2 separate regions of the Hordeum vulgare genome follow, and region 1 is linked to region 2. A link is a contact called in public Hi-C data. All regions are on one chromosome and are shown on one strand. Each heading gives the region's core, a stretch centred on a gene start, on an enhancer-like site or on the middle of the called end of the contact. The rest is flanking DNA. Distances are from core to core; before and after follow the strand shown. Region 1 has its middle 170 kb from the start of LOC123408907. Region 2 holds the start of LOC123407195.

Region 1 (6,079 bases), core at 1,412-3,911, 220 kb before region 2:
TTTATTTTCTCTTTTATTTTCACATTTATATTATCAAAAATCCAAAAATACCTTTCTGCATTTAGTTACCCTTACTTTATTTGCATCTATCAATTTAACTTTTTACCGTTTTCTTGTACCCACAAGGGATTGACAACCCCTACACGCGTTGGGCTGCGAGGATTTGTTATTTGTGTGCACGTACTGCTTAGATAGTCTTGTGGATTTTCCTACTGGATTGATACCTTGGTTTCATAACCGAGGGAAATACTTGTCGTCATTGTGCTACATCACCCTTTAAGCTTGGAGAAAACCAATGCAATTAGTGAGGAGTCAGGCACCTCAAGTTTGAGGGCCCTTCTGAGATTGCTGGGACCCCGAGGCCGCCCCCAGCGTTGGTCTAAACGGTCGTGGTGGCTGACAACTCTGCTTTCATTGCTGCGACGCCCGTCTCGGCAGCGGGCGCTCCGGAGGCCGGGGAATGGTCTCCCAAGGGCGCCTCCGGAGGGTATGTGGGTGCACTCCCACGAGTGGAGCCTCCCTCGAGGGCCGAGGGGTGAACTATCATCCCGCGCCCCATGCTCCCGGTAGGCGGTATTGGAACTGCCCTTTGCCCAGGCACATTTTATGCACCTCGGTGGAACACGTCCTTCCCGCATTCCCGAGCCACTACAAGCGGCGACGGAGTATTCACCGGGCCCGAAGGATCCCTAAGCTTTTCTGCTTGAAGAAGACCTGCGTAGAGGAAAGGATCATACACCCCAGGCGCACTAAGGCAAGTAGGGCGGAGGCATGATGCTTACTTGTCCCTGGCGGTCTACTTCCTTTTCTTCAACGCCCTTGGAAGTGTATCTACGCTGCTCTCTGGCCCGGTCTTCCTCTCGCGGTCGTCCCTGATAGGTGGCCGCGTAGCCTCGATGCTGGCCCCGCCCCCCTCATGAGGGGAACGTGGGCTTGTGTAACAGCCCAAGTACACTTTGCAACCTTTGTAATATTTCCATGAATGAACCATCCAAGTTGAGCCTCATGTGATTTGAATTAATAAAATTGGTTTCATGACTTCATTGCATCATAACATCATGTCATGCATCATTTCATTTTTCTCCTTGGTGTTGTGTTAGTTGGTTTGATTATATTTGTGTGAGGGAGTGATTTGCATCCAAGTGTTGTTTGTGGTGTGGCAAAAAACCCTTCATTCAAATGCTTGGAAAACCCCCCCTCTCTCCTTAATTCAAAGTATTGTGTTTTGGTGGAATATTGCTTTGCCCAACACCTCCTTTAAAATGTTGCAAACCGTGCAAAAATTATGTTTGTAATTTAGAAACAATTCTCGGACTTGCTCTATTTTCCTGTTATTTTAAAGTTGCAAAACAGATTCAATGGTTAAAAATAAGTGCATTTATTTTCTCTCCCTAAAAATTGCCATATCAGTTTTATTAAATGGGGCATATTTTTCTGAGTGTTGGCCATGTTTTTCTTTATTCATAGCCTTTCTCTATTTTCTCTGAGAAAATGAGCATTTTCTGTTTTAACAAAAAAGCAAAGAGAGAGCCAGCGCCCTACGCCTCCTTCTCTCGTCCTTGCAGCCCAGCAGCAACTGCAGCGCCCCAGCCAGCTCGCGCCAACAATAGCCCCACGAGGCTAGCGACCCAGCCAGCCAGCACACACGCGTCTTCTCCCTCCCCAATACGATAGGGCATCTATCGGAGCCACGTCAACCTCCCGATTGATTTGACGGTCGGAGAGAGCCATGGATCTCTATAAAATCTTGCCCTAGCCCTAGCCTTGAGGACTCTCATCCCTTTCCTTCCCTCTCTCCCATCGCTGCCCCTAGGTAAGCCTCTCCAGGATCTTGCCATCGCTGCACCCGCGACGCTCTGGCCGAGCCTCTGCTCGTGCTCGGGGTGACCTCCTCACCTTGCCTCTGCCGCTCTAGAGCTGCGGGAAGGAGTCCCCGCAGCGCCTCTTCTTCCTTGACGACTAGGGGGCCCTCCAAGGCGCAGATCGACGCAGCCCCGGCCGTCTTTTTCCGCTGCTTCGAGAGCAAAGAGCATCACCACGTTCTGCTGTCTCTCTTGTCATCTCTGACCCCTCTCTGACGTTGTCTTTTTGTCCTTTGGACCCTAGGTGAGCAGCGGCTCCTCCCTGCGCTTTCGTGTGCTCGAATTCATCCTGGTCGCGATGTTAGATCCAGGCCCGCGCTCTCGAAGCTCCAGGAAAGCGCGTATTTTTGTTTTGCATGTTGCTGTATTGGTGCACGCCGGCCCTGCTCACCCTTGCTCCCTCGTGCTTGCGTGCGAGAACTTTCCCTGTGAGTGCATCGACTCTCCTCGCCTTGCAACACATCGCCTCGGCCCCACCTCGCGTCATCGTGGCCCAAGCCGAGCTTATGCTCAAGCTCGAGGGGCACTTTGACCGATGCATCACCGTGTCCTGCCACCGGGAATCGAATCCCCGCGAGACCCGCAGCCCCTACCGTAGGTCTCCCTCGTCGTAGGTCGCTCGAGTGAGCGCGAGCGTCGACGCCATGTTCCTGGTGGAGCAGGCGCAGACCGGCCGCCGCTGGGGGGCTAGCTCAAAAGGAGCAGAGACCCCCTTGTTTCGAGCCCCCAACCTAGCAAGTGGCTCGGCCCCCTCACTTTGGCCCGTGAGACCCGGGTTCGATCCCCCAGGAGCGCCAATTAGCCCCACTTTTTTCTTCATTGGTGTGTGGCTCACAGTAGGGCCGAGGGACCCACGTGTCACATTGGTTGTCTGCTAGTGGGCCCTTCCCTGTATTTTGTTTTTTTGTGTTCTATATGATGTTTTCTGTTCTTGCCATTTTGGGCCTTGCCCAAATCTGGCCATGACAATTCTGGCAGAGCCCAAATAGAGACATGCCAAATTTGGCATATACCATGTTATAACTTGATGTGGGAATTTTGTTTGTGAATTGTGGTTGTTTTTACTACAGTAACATAGGCTTGTGATATATGAATTTGGGGTAGAAAAATCTAAGGAATCCAATGGTGGAATTAGTTTTGACTTTTGAGTAAGATGATATCCATGCTATTTTATGTCATGATGCCTATTTGTTATTTTTGTGTGGTTGAGTCCTTGCACCCTTTGTCAAACTTGTCAACTTGAAAGTTGTATTGTTTAGGGAGTACTAGGACCTGGTATTTTTATTTGCCATGAAAGATTTGTATATTTTTGGATTTCTTGTTGTGGACATGTCATCACAATATTTCTATTTTGAGTATGTGAAATATGACTAAGTTTGAAAACCATTTCAAGTAGGTGTGTTTCCATGATGATTGCCAAGCATCTACGAGTTCTTTGTGCTTATACTTTGGTGTGAATTAAAGAGCATGTTGTCATCTGTCAAATGGTGCCACTACTTTGCAAATAGGTTATGGATCTTAGTTATTCTTCCTGTCAAACATGTCATGTTGATGTATACTGCTGTGAATTCACCTTGTGAAATTTAACAAAGTTTGAGAATCTGCTCATATCATCATGCTGTGTTGAGTGGATGATATCATTGATTCTGTGCAGTACTAGCTCATGGTTACTAGGAGCGAATTGTAGTAGTTGTTGCCCTCTATCACCCTGTTAACGTTCATGCCATGAAAGTTAGAGTAGTATAGAGTTTTATTGCTATCAACATGCCATCATGATAAATCTGCTTGTGCAATACTGATATTTTCACTAAGTCCAATTCTGTTATAACCCTTACCATGTTCTAGCACGATTGCCATTGATCCATGACCCTATCCATGTTGCTGTTTGTTTGGGGTTGTTGTACTCCTTGTTAGCTTCATATCCATGTCTTGGTTGAGCTTGATAGGTGGTTGTAGCTGTTAGTTTTCATATGAACAATGTGGTATGTTGCTGTTTTTGGACAAATTGCTTGTTGGATTGTTTTGTGCTTTGTGTGAGCTGTGCTCCTTTGTTTTGCATGAACTTTAGGTCTATTTCACCTAGAATTTCGTGCCCCATCTAGTGGCATACTTATAATACCAATGAATTGTCCATAGCATCTCTTGGATTCTATTTTATTATCGTTGCCTTCTGTATCTTGTAGTGAGAGTTCCGAGAGGCCCGTAACTCGGTTTACGACGTTCTTTACATGCTTTTGTATCGTTTTATCGTGATGTATTCATTTTGCCATGTTCATGCATGCCCAAAAACTTAATCTTGTGGTTCAATCAAGAATGGTAAAAACTAAATAGTTGCATTAGAAAGATGACTAGTGTAGAATTCCCATGCTTTATTCACGTCATATTCATGCATCATATGTTTCAGCATCATACCATGGCTATGTGTTCATTGGATGTTGTATTTCATTTTGGGTAGAATTGGGTGCCGAGAATGAGTACGAGGATCCCGTTGAGAATGTTCCTAAAGAGCAAGATTTTTATCCCTCAGAAGAAGTGCCACGCAAGATGATCGTGACCTTGATATATTTTCTAATTTTGTTATGCTTAGTTGTCTCGTTTCCATTGTTAACGATCGGTGCCTACCACATGGATATTAAGCCTCCAAAAAAATCCATGAGAAGCCTCTAGCCCTTCGACATCCCAGCGGAACTTTGATTGGCTAAGTTAGTGCTTGCTCATGCCTTCTTATAGCCGTCCTAGTTGCAGGTGCAGGTTGATCCATGTGTGATGACATGGACATTTGGATTATAATCTTATTATTGCTATTTAAGTTAATGCACATATATACCTGGTGAAGGTAGAAGGCTTGGCATTTTTCTCAACGCTTTGTTCCGCTTTGCCCCCCTAGTTTCCGGTTATCGGTGTTATGTTCCCTACTAAGGGCTCCTAACATGCTTGGGGTTGTTATGGGGACCCCCTTGATAATTGATTTTGAGTTAAGATTCTTCCGGCATGGCCTAACATTGGTTTTACATTTTCTAAACAACTTAATAAAAAATCATAAGGAATAGGTACCCCGTGGATAATTAATCAACAACCCAGGCCAGTGCTCGTCACGAGTGTTGGTCCAAAACGGGATGCCTATGGGGCCACCGTGAGGAAACTCGAGGATTGGTTCTACTTGTAGCTAGGACCATCTGGTAGTGACCTGAGACAGAGATACACGCGGATCCTATTGGGATATGGCATGCGAGGCAATTTTGTTGGATTTGTTTTACTCTTAACGGATGTCTTGTGCATTGGTATATTGGTGATACTTCGGGCTATCTGGAGGTTCAGGTTTTCTCTCTAGGGCATCTTGTGATAGTTTGTGATGGACTAGTTAGAGCAACCCTGCAAGTTAATATATTTTGGAAAGTCGTGCATGTTCTTATGTGCGTGCTTGGAAATTTGTTTACCATCGGGTTATAGATAACTTGAAGTAAACTAAGTTAAAACATGCTAACTTTGTGCATAACCGTGACTATCTCTACTCGTGAGTTTCTACTCCGAGAGAGGACATGGTGGGGTTATGTCTACCATAAATAGGTGTCCAGGATCACTTCTTGATCATTATAAGCTCACGTCCGTTTATGCGTAGACCACTCAGTTTTAAATTATGTTCCTATAAGTTAGCCACCAAATAATGCTTAGTGCTGCTGCACCCTCACCACTTAACCTTACCACACCCAATAACTTTATTAGTCCCATATCATGGTCACGAGATTGCTGAGTCCCGTGGCTCACAAATTACTACAACACCACAAGTACATTTACTACAAGTCCAGAGGCGTTCGATTCTTCGCAACTCTAGAGTGAGTTCGATGAGGAGAGCACACGCATGTCATGACGTACCCCGACGAGTAGAGGGCCTTGGTCGTCTCCTGGGATAGCGAGAGAGACTCATTCAAATTTTATCGTTTGATTTCATCCATATCCAGACCCTATCTTCTGGATGTTTGAATAAATGTTGTGTGACTTGTAGTTTAGCATGTGGCGAGCGTAAGCCAATCCATATACTCATCTCTTCATAATGTGTCTACAATGATTTTTGTACTTGCAAAACACAGAGATGCGCCACTATACATATTAAAGCCTTGTCCCCAAATACGTTTAGTGTCACATCTCGGATGTTACAAGTTGGTAATCAGAGCCATACGACCATAGGAGCCTTTGCTTGATCGAACGTGGCCGACTCG
Region 2 (6,266 bases), core at 521-3,020:
AGAGAGAGACCAAGATACATGGAGAGGTGATGTGGGTGTGTGTTAGAGAGGGAGAGAGAGGGAAAGGGAGAGAGAGTGAGGAAGGGAGGGATGGAGAGAGAGAGGAAGGGAGGGAGGGAGAGAGCGAGCGAGGGAGGGAGGGAGAGAGAGGGAGGGGGAGGGGGGAGAGAGATGTTCATGTGTATGTTGGAGCGACAAACCTGGCTAGGTAGATAGACCGTGTTGGTGTCAGGTTTAGACCGAGAGAGATAGGGAATTGATGAGACCCTATGGGCGGTTCCTTAGTGGACGTTGGTGAGATCTTTGACGTTAGCGACGAGATGGGTGGTGGGTTGGGTAAAAAAATCAACCCCGGGGGAGTTCCATGATGTGATATGACATTAGGATATGGAAATCCAACCTAGCAACCTCCTGAATCCGATCAAACATCAAGTCCAAGAGAAGTTTCCCACGCTTCTCCTGTGCCTGATATGACACCAATGCCCCGGGGAAGTGAGTTCGAGATCCGATCTGACTTTTTTTCACGCTCCTTAGGGGCCTAATCCAACAACGTGCCCGGTGAGAGCGGCTTCAAGATATGACGCGACATCAATCCCGGTAAAGGCTTATGACGCTCTTCTAGGGCTTGAGCTGACATCGTGCGTGAGGATAGCGGCTTCATGGTCATCGATCCTGATAAAGGTTTCTTACACTCTTGAGGGGCCCGATCTGACATTGTCCCGAGGAGGGCAACTCGAGCTACTCCCGGATTCGGTGAGAAACCAAACCCGTGAAGACCATCTCTCCGTGGAGATGCGCAGAGCTAAATTCAAAGGACTGCATCTTCGGTGTGCTATCCGGGAAGCTCGTTGATGACGTGACCTTAGTGGAGGCAGCCTCACCACATGATCGTTGCCAAATGGAGCCTAGTTCTAGAGTGCGCATACTCCTGGTGCGTTGTCGCCTGTGAATTCCGCACATTCGACACGTCCGACGCCTGTGCACATAGGCGACGCGTGCCACCACGATGTCCACGTCGTGACGGCACGCGCCCCGGGCCACCGCGCCACCACGAGCGTAGTCACACTCAGATCTGCACCGGCTGCCACCCCGTAATCGCGCCAGATGCGCCCCCTGGGCTAGTACCATGAGACGCACCTCTGTCCTCGTGTCGCTTAGCACCTCAACTAGCAAACACTCCGCGGAGCACATTTCCCCACCAGATCGAATGGTCTCGCGACGTTCAACCTTGTGCTAAAGGGAAAAAATGGCCTCGCCGCCGCTGCCATGTTGGCTTTGTTCGATGATGCACCCCAACAACGGTGAGGGGAGCTCGTGCAGTGGAGGCTACTCGACGACGGTGAGTTTTTTTCCCTAGGCTCCGTTTACCTTTTGTTTTTAGTGAAGTTGATCTAAGGGCATTGACCAATGCATAGCCTGAGGGTGATGCCCCATATGCTACGTAGGATCGGATATAGGTTTGGATCATGTAACGGGATCCTCAGCAAGAGGCGGATGCTTGGAGAGAAAAAATATGATTCGATGTAAAATGTTGAAAAATAAAGTGGGAAAGTAGAGATGCATGCGTATCAATCTTTATTTTTCTTTTTCTTAATGAGGTTACTAATGATAGCTTACATTAAAAAAGAATCAATGTAAATGTCTTAAACTATTTTTTTGATAATTAATATTTTAAACTACTTTTTTCTGACGAGACATCCCATATTTATATATCATCATTGTACATGTTCGTTTTGAAGGCTGCGTGCACGGCGACTGTGCTGAGTTGCTCCTGCGTGCGTAGGTCCACCAACAGCGACAGAGACAGACGGACGGACACACCCAGAGAGCTTCCTTTTTCCTCACAGCGCCGACGGTGTCATCCAACACACCATCTCGGCCGAACAACCCTCCTCCCTCCACTCCTTCCATTCCACGCACGCTCGCACGCCGCCACAGAGGAATCCTTCTCGCATTCCCGTTCCGCCTCCGCCGCCGTCGTCGCACTCCTCTGCTGGAATACCATAGAAGGGAGATCCACCCGGGCTTGGAGGATTGGTTTCTTCGGTTGGTGACGAGCCCTAACTTGTCTGGATTGCTCCGAGTGTGCCCCTCTTTTAGTCCTCTTCTTTGTTTCGCCGTCAGTGCGGGCAAGCTGGTTCAAATGTTTCTTTCTTCAATGCTCGATCTCCGCCAGGCTTTTTGTTGCTGATTTGTTAGTTTTCTACTTGGTGAAGTAATAATGGCCGGAGGTTTATTTTCCCAAATTATTTGTGTCTTGTTCGGTCCGCGTTGTCCGGATCTTGTGTTGGTTTATGTGAACTTTGCAGTGTTTTTGAGTTCTTGGACTGAGAGATTTGCCTGGATCTGGCACTAATGTCTGGATCTGCAGATGCCGGCATTACTGCGTGATGACGCCTTCTATAGTACAACCGGAGCTTTTCTCAGTCTAGCGATTAGAATGACGATGATTTGCACTTAAATATGAGCTCACACCAGGTTATGGATTATATGTGCATTGGGGTTAAGTAGAGTAGAAAGAATCTCCCACTGAAGAGCTTGGTGGAGTTAACTGTAGGTTGTTTAATGCGTTCCTCCATCGCTTCTTGTTCGAATTGAGCTGTCCTGTAGGTTTTTGCCGGAGCTTTAAGCTACACCTACTTCAAGATCTAGTGGTGTTGCTGACATTTTTGGTTGTTTATCCCACTGCTGAAAATCACTTGGAAGACTCATTCCTGCTTTTTATGTAGCCATCACTATCAATTTTTTTGTGCGAATACTTTAACTCCCTCCGCGAATTTTGCATGTTTTACCGGGGCTTGTCTTTTGGAGGGAGCTGAGCATTAGTTTATCACACAAGTGTGGGTTGCCCCCAAAATTAAGGCGCTGCGAAATCAGAAGATTTGCTTTTGATGGCAGCTGCTTCTGTCTGTTTCGGCTGTTAATTTCTGCTAGTAAGGCTCTGGGGCGGCTGTGTAGTTTCACCCCGCTTAAGAAGTAAGAACACAGGATTACCACAATTAGTTCTCTTATCACTGCCTACCTGCCCATTCTGCAAAATAAAATTCCTATTATTCTGCCATTTGTTTGACGGAATATGTTGAGTTAGCGATGAACTATTTAATGTGCAACAAGTTGTTAATAGTTTCGATGAACTATTTAATGTGCAACAAGTTGTTAATAGTTTCTTTTTGCAAATCGCTGTTAATATGATGCTTGCATGGTGAAATCATGGCTACATGCTCTAAGGGTATCTGCTAATTTACTTTTGCTACTTTTGGTAGGATTTATCCCGTAATTAATGGTTCTATATTTTGGAAGTTTTAGACCATCAGTCGCCTTGAACTATTTGAGCTGCTACAATCTGTTGGGACTTGGCAGAACTCAGTGAGATCGTTCTTCCATCTAAAGCTCTTCCAAGTCCCATATTTAGTAATAGTATATACTAGGTGGTTCTATGTTCCGACTTCTCTTGTTTTGTATTCTGTGCAGTTCCTTTTATAATTCTTCCTCTGAATGGGATAATTATGAATCTTACGTGCATATCCCTTTTTGTACACCCAAATTGACGTTGCATTTGTTTGATATATTTTTCCTCAGGTGCTGATGCAAGGTGTTTGTTGTATCTGAGAATGCAGATGGTGTGCTCCAAAGCTTGCTAGTCTCTCATTCAATACCTAATACAACTACTTGGATGTACTAAGGTCATAGTTGAATCTACTGGTTCAGAACATGGGTTCTCGGTTTCCATCCCACCAATTAAGCAATGGGCTTTATGTCTCTGGGCGACCTGAGCAACCAAAGGAAAAGGCTCCGGTTGTTTGCTCTGCAGCTATGCCATACACTGGGGGTGACATCAAGAAATCAGGAGAACTAGGGAAGATGTTTGATCTCCATGCTGAGAAGTCACGGAAATCTGGCCCTTTGGGTAATCAACCTTCAAGGAATACTTCATTTGGTGGTGCTGCTTCCAATTCTGGACCAGTATCCAGTGCTGCTTCTCGATCCAACTACTCTGGTTCTATTTCAGCAGCGGTTCCTGGCACTGGAGGTTCGGCAAGGGCAAAATCTAATTCTGGACCGCTCAATAAGTATGGAGAACCTACAAAGAGATCCTCTGGCCCCCAGTCAGGGGGAGTGACCCCAATGGCTCGCCAGAATTCTGGCCATCTACCGCCGATTCTTCCGACAACTGGGCTAATCACATCAGGACCTATTTCCTCTGGACAATTGAATTCATCTGGTGCTCTACGAAAAGTATCAGGCACTCTTGATTCTACTGTATCGATGAAGATGCGTGCCACCTCTTCTGCTTACAACCCAGCTGTTACAAATCTTAACGAGCAAAATAGCTACTCACTTAAGGCCAGTTTGCCAAAGCCGATACTATGGGCGGCTATTCTGCTCTTTGCAATGGGGTTCATAGCAGGTGGCTTCATTCTAGCTGCTGTTCATAATCCGATTTTGCTGGTAGTTGTTGTGGTGATATTTGGATTTGTTGCTGCACTCTTGGTTTGGAACATTTGCTGGGGAACAAGAGGCATGACTAGGTTTGTCTGTCGCTATCCTGATGCTGATCTTAGAACAGCAAAAGATGGAGAGTATGTGAAGGTCACAGGGGTATGTGTAATGCTGGTCACCTTTTTGGACTCATAAATTATTCCATCTATTCATTCCTTCCCTTAATGTTTTACATTTAATTTTCTGCTTTCTGTCTTGTCATATATTTGTTTGTTTATGTTACAATTTAGTAGTGATCCTCAAATTACATTGTTTCTTTGTTGTACCTTTGCCAGTTGTGGTGTGTTGCTGAATTGCATTGTTAACTCGTAATGTATTAATGCTACGTGTGTTTGTTACACTTGAGCTCACATGCACTGTTTTGTTTAGAAAAATGAGAAGGTCATTTTAATGTTTTGAAAAATGCTGCAGAAATTCAGTCATGTACATATGGTAGTGTTACTATGTACGTGCAAACATATATTATGCACTGAATTTTTGTGCAATAAGTTTTTTCTTTTTGCACAAGACACAAGCATGCATGTTTATAACCCAAATATAAAGTCTACACATAATACTAGTATCTACATGTGCGATTGTTTTTATATCTTTTTGAAAGAATGGAAAATATTATTTTTGTGCCAGGAACACATGCTACCAAGGTCACTTAGTAGTCACCGCACTACTAACTGTTTCAGCATTAAGTTAATTCATACATAGGTTGGCAGAATACTGCAAATGGTTTCAAAAAATAAACTTTGGTCGCGGAGATCCATACCTTGACCAGATTACATCATATATTATGCTTAAAGAGAGATGTGATGTTTTCCTAGTACAAGGACATGAATTTGATTGTGCATCTTGTAATAATATATTCATTTCTCCATATTTTTTTTCATTGTTAGCTTATGGTCATAACTGTTTTAAGCAGTAGCGCTTCTTTTATATTCAGTAGTAGTAGGACCTTATTTATCGTTTTTAACTTGACAGGTTGTTACTTGTGGAAATTTCCCCCTTGAGTCCTCATTTCAAAGGGTTCCAAGATGTGTATACACTTCGTCCTGCTTGTATGAATATAGGGGTTGGGACTCAAAAGCTGCCAACACTCAGCATCGCCGATTTACTTGGGGATTACGTTCAATTGAAGTGAGTTTCTTATTAGCTAGAAATTTTCATCACCAAGATGATGTGGATCTCACAATCCCACAGTAATGAGGCAATATAAGGATTTAACTGAAAATTCCAAGTATTGCAACTCTTATTGAATTAATAACGTTTCCTCTTACATTTTCCTTTTGTATACAACTGCTGCAGCGGCATGCGGTTGATTTCTACATCTCTGATTTCCAATCTGGGCTGCGAGCATTGGTCAAAATAGGATATGGTGCACGGCTAATCCCATATGTCAATGAAGCTGTTGTTATTGACATAAATCCTGAAAACAAGGACATGTCCCCTGAATTTTTGAGATGGCTACGGGAAAGAAACCTCTCAAGTGATGATCGTATAATGCGCCTAAAAGAAGGGTATTACTGTTTCTTGTTCTGGCTTTTGCATCTCTATTGTATTTATAGCTACCCATTTCATTTGACATGGATGTTTGCATGGCAGATACATTAAGGAGGGAAACACTGTTAGTGTCATTGGTGTTGTTCAAAGGAACGACAATGTGTTGATGATTGTTCCACCACCTGAACCCTTCAACACTGGCTGTCAGTGGGGCAAGTGCCTCCTCCCAACTAGCCTTGATGGGCTAGTCTTAAGATGTGAAGACACGTCGAACGGTG

Evidence for each region. Hi-C and Micro-C count contacts between places; a contact is called where the count stands out from the background.
Region 1: a Hi-C map of leaf shows a contact between it and region 2, with 3 times the contacts expected there. The contact joins the enhancer-like site here to the promoter of LOC123407195 in region 2. A contact is called at or near these places in 1 of 6 Hi-C or Micro-C datasets (leaf) and 1 of 1 datasets of contacts at active chromatin or transcription factors (embryo).

What each region holds. Positions count from the first base shown.
Region 1 is chr7H:270,784,378-270,790,456 of MorexV3_pseudomolecules_assembly, reverse strand. No RefSeq gene overlaps it. Among protein-coding and RNA genes, the nearest start is that of LOC123408907, 170 kb to the right of the region's middle. Within about 2 kb of position 2,661, at least 2 of the 3 cell types and tissues checked have open chromatin away from gene starts, as enhancers often do. A contact at or near this core is called in leaf, where this site is marked.
Region 2 is chr7H:270,561,852-270,568,117 of MorexV3_pseudomolecules_assembly, reverse strand. LOC123407195 reads left to right here and starts at 1,770. Exons shown (of 5, transcript XM_045100275.1): 1 at 1,770-2,046; 2 at 3,580-4,599; 3 at 5,470-5,625; 4 at 5,794-6,005; 5 at 6,091-6,266. The coding sequence starts at 3,712.